Regions from separate parts of the Zea mays genome. Here regions 2 and 3 are each linked to region 1. A link is a contact called in public Hi-C data. All regions are on one chromosome and are shown on one strand. Each heading gives the region's core, a stretch centred on a gene start, on an enhancer-like site or on the middle of the called end of the contact. The rest is flanking DNA. Distances are from core to core; before and after follow the strand shown.

Region 1 (3,283 bases), core at 293-2,792:
CATGATTTGTCTATGTTTTGTCAAGTTCTATAGATGAAGGGACCCGTGGCTCACCAAGTCGTTCCCCGTTCCCTTTTCCCCTTCAGGAAACCATGCTCAGCTCCCAAGTGGAAGGAAATGACAGGAAGTGGCATATTTGCTGCTAGGGGCGAGACTGAATGAGATGAATCTGCCAATACTTTTGCAACTCCCATTCGGATGACTCCAAAGAATTATCAAGCACTACTTATGTAGGTTGATTTCTATTCTATTTTGTTCAGGCTTCATAGCTGGCAACCCTTCTATGTTGAATTGTTGATATTAGGAGTATATTTACCTTTTCTTCATATAGTTTAACTTTTTTCATAACGACATTTCCATGTGTACCTCTTTATGCAAATTTTATCTATGTTTTTCTTCTTATTTTTTAATCAACATGCCCCCTTATTTTGCTGAAATCAATCGTTATGTTGTTCAAATCTGAGTATACGCCTAAGTGTTCACTGCTTTCAAATAAACTGATGCAGTTCAAATATTAGTATACGCCTCCCAGCATGGTGTCAAATAAATGTGGGGCGATTGCTGGTTGATTCGTGTCCCAAGTGTAGATGAATGTTCTTGTAGATATGTTGTTGCTGCATCAGCTGGGAATGTATTGGAGCCTGGGTTTTGCAGCTAGGATTACTATACCAGAGAAGTAAAATTATTTCACGTATATTAATATAACATGTTGAGCCCGTAGCAACGCACGAGCATATACCTAGTAATTGATGAAGAGTGAAGATATTGCACCGTAACAACGTGTTTCATATGTTATTTATCTTTATATATTTTTTAAGGCATGTTTGGTTTGTGCCTAAATGTGCCACACTTTGCCTAAGGTTAGTCGTTCGAATTGAATAACTAACCTTAGGCAGAAAAGTTAGATAAAGTGTGGCAATTGAGGTAACAAACCAAACATGCCCTTAGCTTCTCAACTATGTTCTTTTTTATTTTACTTTGTTAGATTTTGTTCGTTTTGCTTTCAATTCATATGGATTTAGTGAGATTAGGCGAGTTTTAATTCTAAACAAGTCAAAATCTTTTATATTTTTTCTAATTTTATCCAATACACAGGGATAGGAATAATGGAACAAGCTCTTGTGGTTATGACACGGTGGTTATGAATGCTGGATCCGCCGCTGCGAGCAAGAGCTGCAGACCCTCACATCCAATCCAACACATGCAGGCCCGTGCTGGCCGTTCCATGCATGGCGAGCCGTAAGCTCACAGTGTTGTCTGCTTCTGTCTCTCCAAGCTCAAGACAACGGATTCTTGCATATGTATCCGTAGACCGCAGGGAAAACGTACACGTACTCGCCGTAATGTGCCCGTGACCTGGCAATCTGGAACGCGGACCCCGCGGATAGAGACGAACAAGGCCCGCACCAGCGCGTAGCATGGACGGGCGCGGCACCCTGAGAGTGAGACGTGCCGCCCAGCTGCCCCGCGGCGCCCATACGTGGCGCGGCGCCGCGCGCGGCTCGGCCACGTTATAAGCCGCGCGCGCTGGCCGTCGCCGCAGCTCCTGACTGACTGCCCGCTCGTCTGTTTGAAACGAAGGAGGAGGTACGCACGCCGCTACTGCAAGCTAGCTAGCAAGAAGAGGCCGCTAGCAGGGGTTTGGCTTGGTTTTTGGCGGACGACATGAGCACGGCCACGGGCGTGCGGGCGGGGCGGCGGTTCACGGTGGGACGGAGCGAGGACGCCACGCACCCGGACACCATCCGCGCCGCCATCTCCGAGTTCATCGCCACCGCCATCTTCGTCTTCGCCGCCGAGGGATCCGTCCTCTCGCTCGGTACGTACTGACGCATGCTTCACCGTCCGCGCCAACCTCTCGCACCGCACCACACTGCATGCATATATGCAGATGGAGACGACGATGTGCATGCGCGCGGGGTTCGTCATTTGTTTGCTTGCGTGCAGGGAAGATGTACCACGACCACAGCACGATCAGCACGGCGGGCGGGCTGGTGGCAGTGGCGCTGGCGCACGCGCTGGGTCTGGCCGTGGCGGTGGCGGTGGCCGTCAACGTCTCGGGCGGGCACGTGAACCCGGCCGTCACCTTCGGCGCGCTCGTCGGCGGCCGCGTCTCCCTCGTCCGCGCGGTCCTCTACTGGGCCGCGCAGCTGCTGGGCGCCGTCGCCGCGACGCTCCTGCTGCGGCTCGCCACGGGGGGCGCGCGCCCGCCGGGGTTCGCGCTCGCGTCCGGGGTCGGCGACGGGCACGCCGTGCTGCTGGAGGCCGTCATGACGTTCGGCCTCGTGTACGCCTACTACGCCACGGTGGTCGACCCGAAGCGGGGCCACCTGGGCACCATCGCGCCGCTGGCCGTGGGTTTCCTGCTCGGCGCCAACGTGCTGGCGGGCGGGCCCTTCGACGGCGCCGGGATGAACCCGGCGCGGGTCTTCGGCCCGGCGCTCGTCGGGTGGCGGTGGAGGCACCACTGGGTTTACTGGCTGGGCCCCTTCCTCGGCGCGGGGCTCGCAGGGCTGGTGTACGAGTACCTGCTTATCCCGCCCGCCGACGCCGTGCCGCACACGCACCAGCCGCTCGCGCCAGAGGACTACTAGCTAGTCGGCCGGCGCCGGCGCCGGCGCGGCGGCGTCTCCTTAGTTGGGCCGTGTCCTGTTGTCAAATTTTTTTATGCATGTGTTGGAAATTATATTGTGGTGTCTTGTGATGGTTAATAATGAGGGGCATAGGGTACGTACTTGTTGATCGCCCCAGCGTTGGACACGGTTAATCAGGTGATATGCGTCTCTACTAATTACTATGTGTATGTAATAAATTCCAGGTACAAAATGCAGGATTTGTCTCGTATGAGTCGTATCATAGTAGAGACCAAACGCGCGGACTGTGTGCCTACCTTTTTTTTTTTTTTGAGTGCCTACTATTCTGATCTAGTTGGATCATATATTGCATTAGGGTTGCTCTGATCTACAAAAATGCATTAGCTTTGCTCTGATATATACAGTACATTTGTGTTGTTGTGTCTAACGAGCTAGCCCAAAAGCTTGAAATCGGAGGTATAGCCCAGATTGGTGGTGGGTATGGTTCAGGACGGCACAATGCCTAGGCCATGTCTGAGCTTTAAGCACACGGCCCGATCTGGCACGATTCATTTTACTAGGATACATCGAAGCCCACTAAAAACACAGAGATGGTGAAAATCTTAGCGTGTTTGAAGGATTAGTAGATGGGACTCGAGATGATGCACAATTTGGAGAAACCAGAGCTTCAAAAGGGCTTTGAGAACCAT
Region 2 (3,283 bases), core at 386-2,885, 150 kb before region 1:
AAACACCAAATAAACTGAGTGGCCGGCTGACTGCGCCTAATAGCAATAATTTATTTGCTTGCCTGGGTCCCTTAATATAGATTAAAAAAACAGAGACCAATTGCTTCTTAATATATAGTCAATAGTATGATTACATCTAGAGGATTATGGTTATTCCTTTTTCCTGCAATTGTTTGCAGAAACCTTCGTGCCTCCAACTAGTGTAGTATGCAGGGGGCAACAGGTAGTGAGTAGTGAGTAGCACAACACTAGTTATGCCCATGGTTATCAAGTTGGTAGGACGAAGCGGGGCGATTGAGATTTACTACCACCTTACGCTTATAAGCGACTAAAGCGTGAGGTGAGGTGACACCTTAAGAATTTAAGAAAACTTAATGCACACAAGCACATGTGCCAGCTGGGGAAAAAACAAGAGCACCGAGAAGCACACCTGGCATACAAGTCACAGAGCTCTGCTTTGAAGGCGTCATCCTGTGTGCTAACTCCATATCTAAAATTAAAATTGCACATTATAAGAATATATGAAGAGGAGCAACAGCAACATCAATAATTAGCCTCCAAAAGAGATAACGGGAACTGATTATGCAATTTAGATTCCCAAGAAACCAAAAAAAAACTTACAAATATGGAAATTGTATATAACTTCTTTTAACATACATGTAACTAGCTAAACCAAAATTTACTTGCATTCCAACAATCAATGGGACTATGGGGGAACCAAATAAACAAGCGTGCAAGAATTATTGGAAATGGAGTGGGGAGACAAGTGCGTATCACAATAAAAGGCTGAGCTAATCACAGTACTATATTATGTCTGCAAGTACTAATATTTAGTTCATGAGCAAAATAAAAACCTCAACTAAGGGGCACTTCATTGGATCCAGGTAGCTCACTACCAAATATAAGAATAACGTCAATGCTGCAACAAGACTACCAGGAGGCAACACAGCAGTAGCTCGAACCATTTCACCAATAAACTCAATGCTGCAACAAGACACGAGAGCTACTCACTTCTTCGCGATTGCCTCCACCTCGCCGTTGTCCAGGTTGGTGGGGTCGTCGTGGCCCGCGACGTAATTGTGCAGCCCCACGGCGGCGACCTCTGGGACCACGGAGTTCACCGCAGCTGCTCCCGCCACGCTGGCCGCGCAGAGCACTGCCGCCCCCGCCACCGCCACGGCGCGCGACCCGCCACCCGCGCGGAGCCCGATGCCGTATCCCGCCGCCACGGCTGCCGCGGCGACGGCCAGTTCCGCCGCCGTCCGCGCTGCGGGCGGCAGCGCCTCCACCAGCGGCTGGATGCCCGTTAGCTCCCGCCGCGCGCCGAACACCTCCTCGCCAGGGGAAGTCTCGCCCGCGTCAGCGGCAGCCGCGCGGAGCCGGAGCCGGAGCCGCAGCGCCGCCGCTGCGGTCCTCCGCGGCGGGAAGCGGAGGAGCGGGAATGGTTTAAGCGGCGAGAAGATAAGTGGCGGGAAGGCCCCCGCCGCCCGAGGCGAGGGCTTCGCGGAGGCGAGCGCCAGCTCCATGCCCGGTAGAGATCCCTGCTGCCTCTGCGGACGGGGGTGGGGACACCTCCTCCTCGGCGGCGGCAGGGCCGGTGGGGTAGGGTGGGATGTGATGGATTGGGGAGGGTGGCGGACGAGGTGGAAGAGGAGGGGGGCGCGGCGAGGGCAGCGGATAGCGTTGGGATGGGGTGGGGGATTGGTGCGGCGGGGCGAGGGGCGGCTGGACCAACACAAGGGTTTGCCTTGCCGCTTGCGCGGGCGCGGCCGTGATCCCTCGCCTATTTCAGACGTTTTCTCCTCTCGTTCCGTGGTACATGGTCGACTGCTCGCTTTGCTGGCTCCTGGCCTGGCTGCGGTCGCGCGCCACGACTGGGAACATGGCCGTACTCACGGAACTCAATGCCTTAAAATTAAAATCTGTTGTTCTACTACTATATATATAATAATATACCGTGATTTCGGATCATAATAATAATAATAATGGTTGCTGTGCGTTTCTTTATCTTTAACAAATTTAACAAAAATAAATATCTCTTGTGTTCGTTTACCAGATCGCGGAGATCAGCATGTGATTGTCCATTTGTCCTTACTAAACCAAAACAAAGGCAGGTCGCTTCTCCTTCTGAACTTATCTCACGTCCTAGGTCATCCTTCGACAGTCGGCCAATAAAGCCCAATAAGTAATAATTCTCACCACGGACGCAGACGCATGCACCGCAGTCCACACTAAGGCTATCTCTAGCCAAGCATGAATAGACATGTTTTTGCACTATAGATTGTATTATTTATATAGTAGAGTTTAAAATAGTGAGTGAAATAGAAAATGAGATAGATAAGCTGCTAGATATAGCTTGAGCAACTCCAAAGTCTTTAAAAAATCTCCCCTAAAACTATGTATTAAGGGTTTTCCTAAAATTGTTTTCCCCTCAAAATGGTATCATCTCACAACAGTTCCCCAGTACATTAGAGTTGATTGAGTTGCCTCGGAACTCATCATGTGATCAGCTTATGTTATTCTGAATACCTGAACACAATATTATCTTCCAAACACAATCATATTTCGTGCTTGACGAATGAGGTTTAGTATTCCATTTGTGCTCAACAAAAACAAGCATCGCTTATTGTGTTAACTGCAAGTTACTGAATAGAAAGCATCAGTAATCTACAAGTGTTAATGATAATTTTTTAGTCAAGCCATCGGTTATTCTAGGAAGACACACATTGATTTTGGACTGACTACCTCTTTTTTTTAAAAAATCTAGACCTGATTATCATCGTATTCTCATGTTATTGTGTTCCCAGTTTCATGGTAAGAATCGTAGCAATGACTACAACACTCCATGAATATATGATAGATACAGTATAGTTAGGGACTAGAGTAACTAAGCATTAGATTCATACCAGCATGTTCAAAGGCTGCATAGGGGGGCGCTGCAAGGGTATTGCTCCACCAGTGAATCTGAATCTTCGCCGCCAGGGCTGCCATCGGAGGACATGGAGGTCCTTGTCAGCGGCAGCGCTCTGGAAACTTAGGGGGTGTTTGGTTTGAGGAATTACTCCATCCAAAATGTGGTGGTGCATTATGGATTCATTTCTCAAATTTGGTAGGATGATTTTATTCCTTATATTAGTACTAATTAAATAATTATAAGGAATAAGGTGATGGTGGATCAACTCAATCCATTCCACAAACCAAACAAAAAAGTGAGGAGTGAAAATATAATGAACTAGCTCATTACTCAAATCAAACAGCTTATTAGTAAATGCTGATCCATTAG
Region 3 (3,283 bases), core at 337-2,836, 150 kb after region 1:
AATCAAATGTATTGACGTAATTAGTAAACATAGTGGATTGGACGAGGATGAGAAGCAAAGGGCTGTGTCTAATAAGGCCTCGTTTGGTGTTTGGTTTGAGAGACTAAAGATTAGTCCTTTAATTTTAGTGTCATTTAATTTCTAAATTGCCAAACGGTGGGACTAAAACATGGACTAAACTGTTTTAGTCTCTAGTTCCTCAAGGGATGACTGAAAGAGACTAAAACCATATAAATTCCACAATTTATATCTTCTTTATTTTGCACTAATAATAGAAGAATACTAAGGAGTATTTTGGTTATCTTATGATTTATTTAATGTATTTTGGATAGTTTTAGTTTATAGAAACAAATATGGTAAGAACTAAATTTTAATTTCCTAACTAAACTTTAATCCATGTACTAAAGAAACCAAACGTCCCCAAGTTGGAACACGACTCTCCGGCCGACCAATGTCCTAGAGCTTGACGCTCCGCGCCGCTGCCTCCTCCCTCCCTGTGCTGCGGTTGCGGCGCGCAGTGATGAAACGCCCCGAGGCAGGCAATAGTCGTTCGCGCCCCGAGGCCGACCGCGGCTGAGATGGGATCGCATCTTTTCGTTAACTTTTACTCTGACGATTCCTGCGGAGGGCGCTGCACCGTTCTGACGCCGTGCGTGTTGGTCGAAATGGACAAAAATTTAAAAATCCAAGCGGCCTAATAAATTAGTCTGTACTAGCGATTACTTTTTTGACCACTTTGTCCTCTTGCGGTGCGAAAGATAAAAGGTGGAAGGCATGTCGGGGGGAAAAACGAGAATAAAAGTACAGATGGGCAAATATACTCGAGTTCGATCAAATATAAAAATATCAATATATATGATATGCAATTGATATCATTAGATAGACCATTGAATATATCTCTATAATAAATTTATCACAAATACTTTCTTTATCGTAAAATAGTCCCCGATCTTCTTTATACGAGTCAACTACGTGTAATATTGATGAAATATATACAAGCTATTAATATTATTAGATTAGATAGCCAGTAACTACTTCAAGACCATGCAAATATTTCTATAGGTTTAAGCTAAACACGTTTTGACAGCGAGATAAAAAAATGGACCGATGGAGAGTAGATTCTGCAGTTACGGTAAGACGGGGCTCCGACAAACATCACGGCATCCAATCACGTGACATCACATCATATCCAAATTCATGCGGGACGACTGTGCATGAGCTGTAGCATGCCACGCAAACTCCAGTAGGATACGAGAGCAATGAATGGGTTTTCCATGTGGCATGTGCGATGCCATCACCCTTGATGCACGGCACACCTTCTACCGACTGCTGGGCCTGGGCCTGGGCCCCGCTACGAATATACTAGTTGTGGCGAGAAGTCGCTCACGCACGAGCGCCAGCTGGTTCGGATAAAGCGGGGAGCCCCGCGACACAAGTAAACACTGACGAGTCTGTATTTATCAGAACAGTATTTTGAGATTTAAAAAAACGTAGCAAAATTTACTGACACGGTGGGACCTGCCGCGCGACCGTGGCAGCGGCTATATATAAGGCGGCGGCCTGTCTAGTAAAGCGCGTGCCCAGTGTCTGACAACGCGCCCCAACCCCAACCCCAACCCAGCGGTCCCAGTCCCCCCTCCGTTCTCTCTGCACTCTGCAGCTGCCGGTGCCGGCCATGGCGCGCGCCCCGAGCTCGTGGACGCCGTCCCTCGCCATGGTGCTCCTCGTCGTGGCCGCCGCGGCCGTGGTCGCGTCGTCGGAGGCGGCCAGGGTGCCCGCCGCCGTCGGCAACTGGACGGGGGAGGAGCTGCGCGGGGCCGCGGCGAGGCGGGGCGGCCGGCGCTCCCGGCGCCGCGCGTTCGAGAACGGCCTCGGCCGGACGCCGCAGATGGGGTACGTACACACTCGCCGCCAGCCCGCCATCGCTTGCAGCGCAGCGCTGCTGCTATACCTTCCTCCGCCGGCCGCGCGCGGCGCCATTACCGCCGTAGCTGCACCTCCTCTTCGTTCCCGGTTGCGTTTTTTTTGTTTGTTTGTTTGTTGCCGCGCCATCGTCGTGGCGTGGGCTGTGGTGCCCTGCCCGCCCAGTTGATCTCTGCACGCGCCCACAAATGGCACCACCAACAAACAGTCGAGCAGCACCAAACGAGTTTGTAATCAAACAAACGAATAAATAAATAGATCCAGGGAAGAAGAAAAAAAAGGGAACGTAGACGCTGGACGGTGCTCGGGCGGAGGCACCGAGGGGAACCGAGACGAGATGAACTCTTTTGGGCGCGTGGTGAGGGAGGGAGTCAGGGAGGGAACGGACATGTCCTTGGCTTGCGTCGGAAGCGAGACGGGGTCAGGGCCGCCGTCAGGGTCAGTCGGCGTCCCGTTCGCCGCGCTCAGCGTCGGCAGACTTTTGCTGCTTCGTGTTTGTTGGCTTTCATTCTCCGTTGCCTTCCTGAGTCCTGACCCAGCGTTTAATAAAGCCACTACTTTTGTTCCTTGCCTTCCGGCATGGCTCAACTCGCGCGCGCCCCCTTCTTGCTCCGTGGCGTTTGGGGCGATAGATTCATCATTCGTTTTGGCTCTGGCATGCGTGAGCGGCACGATTACTTTGCATGCTACTACTGTAATGTACACTGGTCAGATAACCTAGCTCTCTATAGCTAGGAGGACGCGGTCGAGGTGTGGGTGTGGTGGTCCTTTATGTGTCTTTTCTCTAGTCCTTGACGGCAACTGGGACATCCGTCCCTTTAATTTTGAGAGTGAAACCTTTTTTTTTGCCCCCCTCATTTTCCGAAAGAAAAGCAAACATTGACCTTTTGGGTCTCCGTTGTGGTGTGCAGGTGGAATAGCTGGAACCACTTCGGCTGCGGGATCAACGAGAACCTCATCAAGCAGACAGGTACGCACGCCTGCCTGCCTGCCCCACCCACTCCGCGTCTCCATCCGCAACTCCGAGCGAGCCACGTTTGCTTGCGTTTGCTGGTACCGGTAGTAGTAGTGGTACTAGTCTTTTTTGCGAGCGAAATGCGGGCGAAGGGAGGAAGAAGAAAAAAACTCTTTTTTTCCCGCTTTTGGCTTTTGGGTATCGACTTCGGCACGCACGTCTCGTCGGTCGGTCGAGTTCGGGGTGGCACTGGCATGGCAGGCATGTTAGCGTATCAGCAAATTCGGCGACGCGCTCCCGCCCGCGCGAGAGGATCCTGTCCCGCCTCTGTCCCTGTCCGCTCTCACCCGCCGTCGTCCTCCTCCTCTAACTCTAAGAGATGGACAGCTAATGCGACCTTTTTTT

The links. A called contact is a pair of places that touch in the nucleus more often than the background predicts.
Region 2: a contact with region 1 is called in a Hi-C map of ear, with 3 times the contacts expected there. The contact joins the promoter of LOC100273973 here to the promoter of LOC541912 in region 1. A contact is called at or near these places in 10 of 25 Hi-C or Micro-C datasets (bundle sheath, ear, endosperm and 4 more) and 1 of 3 datasets of contacts at active chromatin or transcription factors (leaf).
Region 3: a Hi-C map of leaf shows a contact between it and region 1, with 5 times the contacts expected there. The contact joins the promoter of LOC100274554 here to the promoter of LOC541912 in region 1. A contact is called at or near these places in 7 of 25 Hi-C or Micro-C datasets (bundle sheath, ear, endosperm and 3 more).

Annotation. Positions count from the first base shown.
Region 1 is chr1:233,908,062-233,911,344 of Zm-B73-REFERENCE-NAM-5.0, reverse strand. LOC541912 (tonoplast intrinsic protein 3) reads left to right here and starts at 1,542. Exons shown (of 2, transcript NM_001111575.2): 1 at 1,542-1,819; 2 at 1,948-2,826. The coding sequence starts at 1,666. The coding sequence ends at 2,594. It also overlaps the pseudogene LOC103643418.
Region 2 is chr1:234,059,651-234,062,933 of Zm-B73-REFERENCE-NAM-5.0, reverse strand. LOC100273973 reads right to left here and starts at 1,635. Exons shown (of 15, transcript NM_001360507.1): 1 at 1,012-1,635; 2 at 431-490. The coding sequence starts at 1,526.
Region 3 is chr1:233,759,001-233,762,283 of Zm-B73-REFERENCE-NAM-5.0, reverse strand. LOC100274554 reads left to right here and starts at 1,586. Exons shown (of 15, transcript NM_001148909.1): 1 at 1,586-1,893; 2 at 2,835-2,893. The coding sequence starts at 1,676.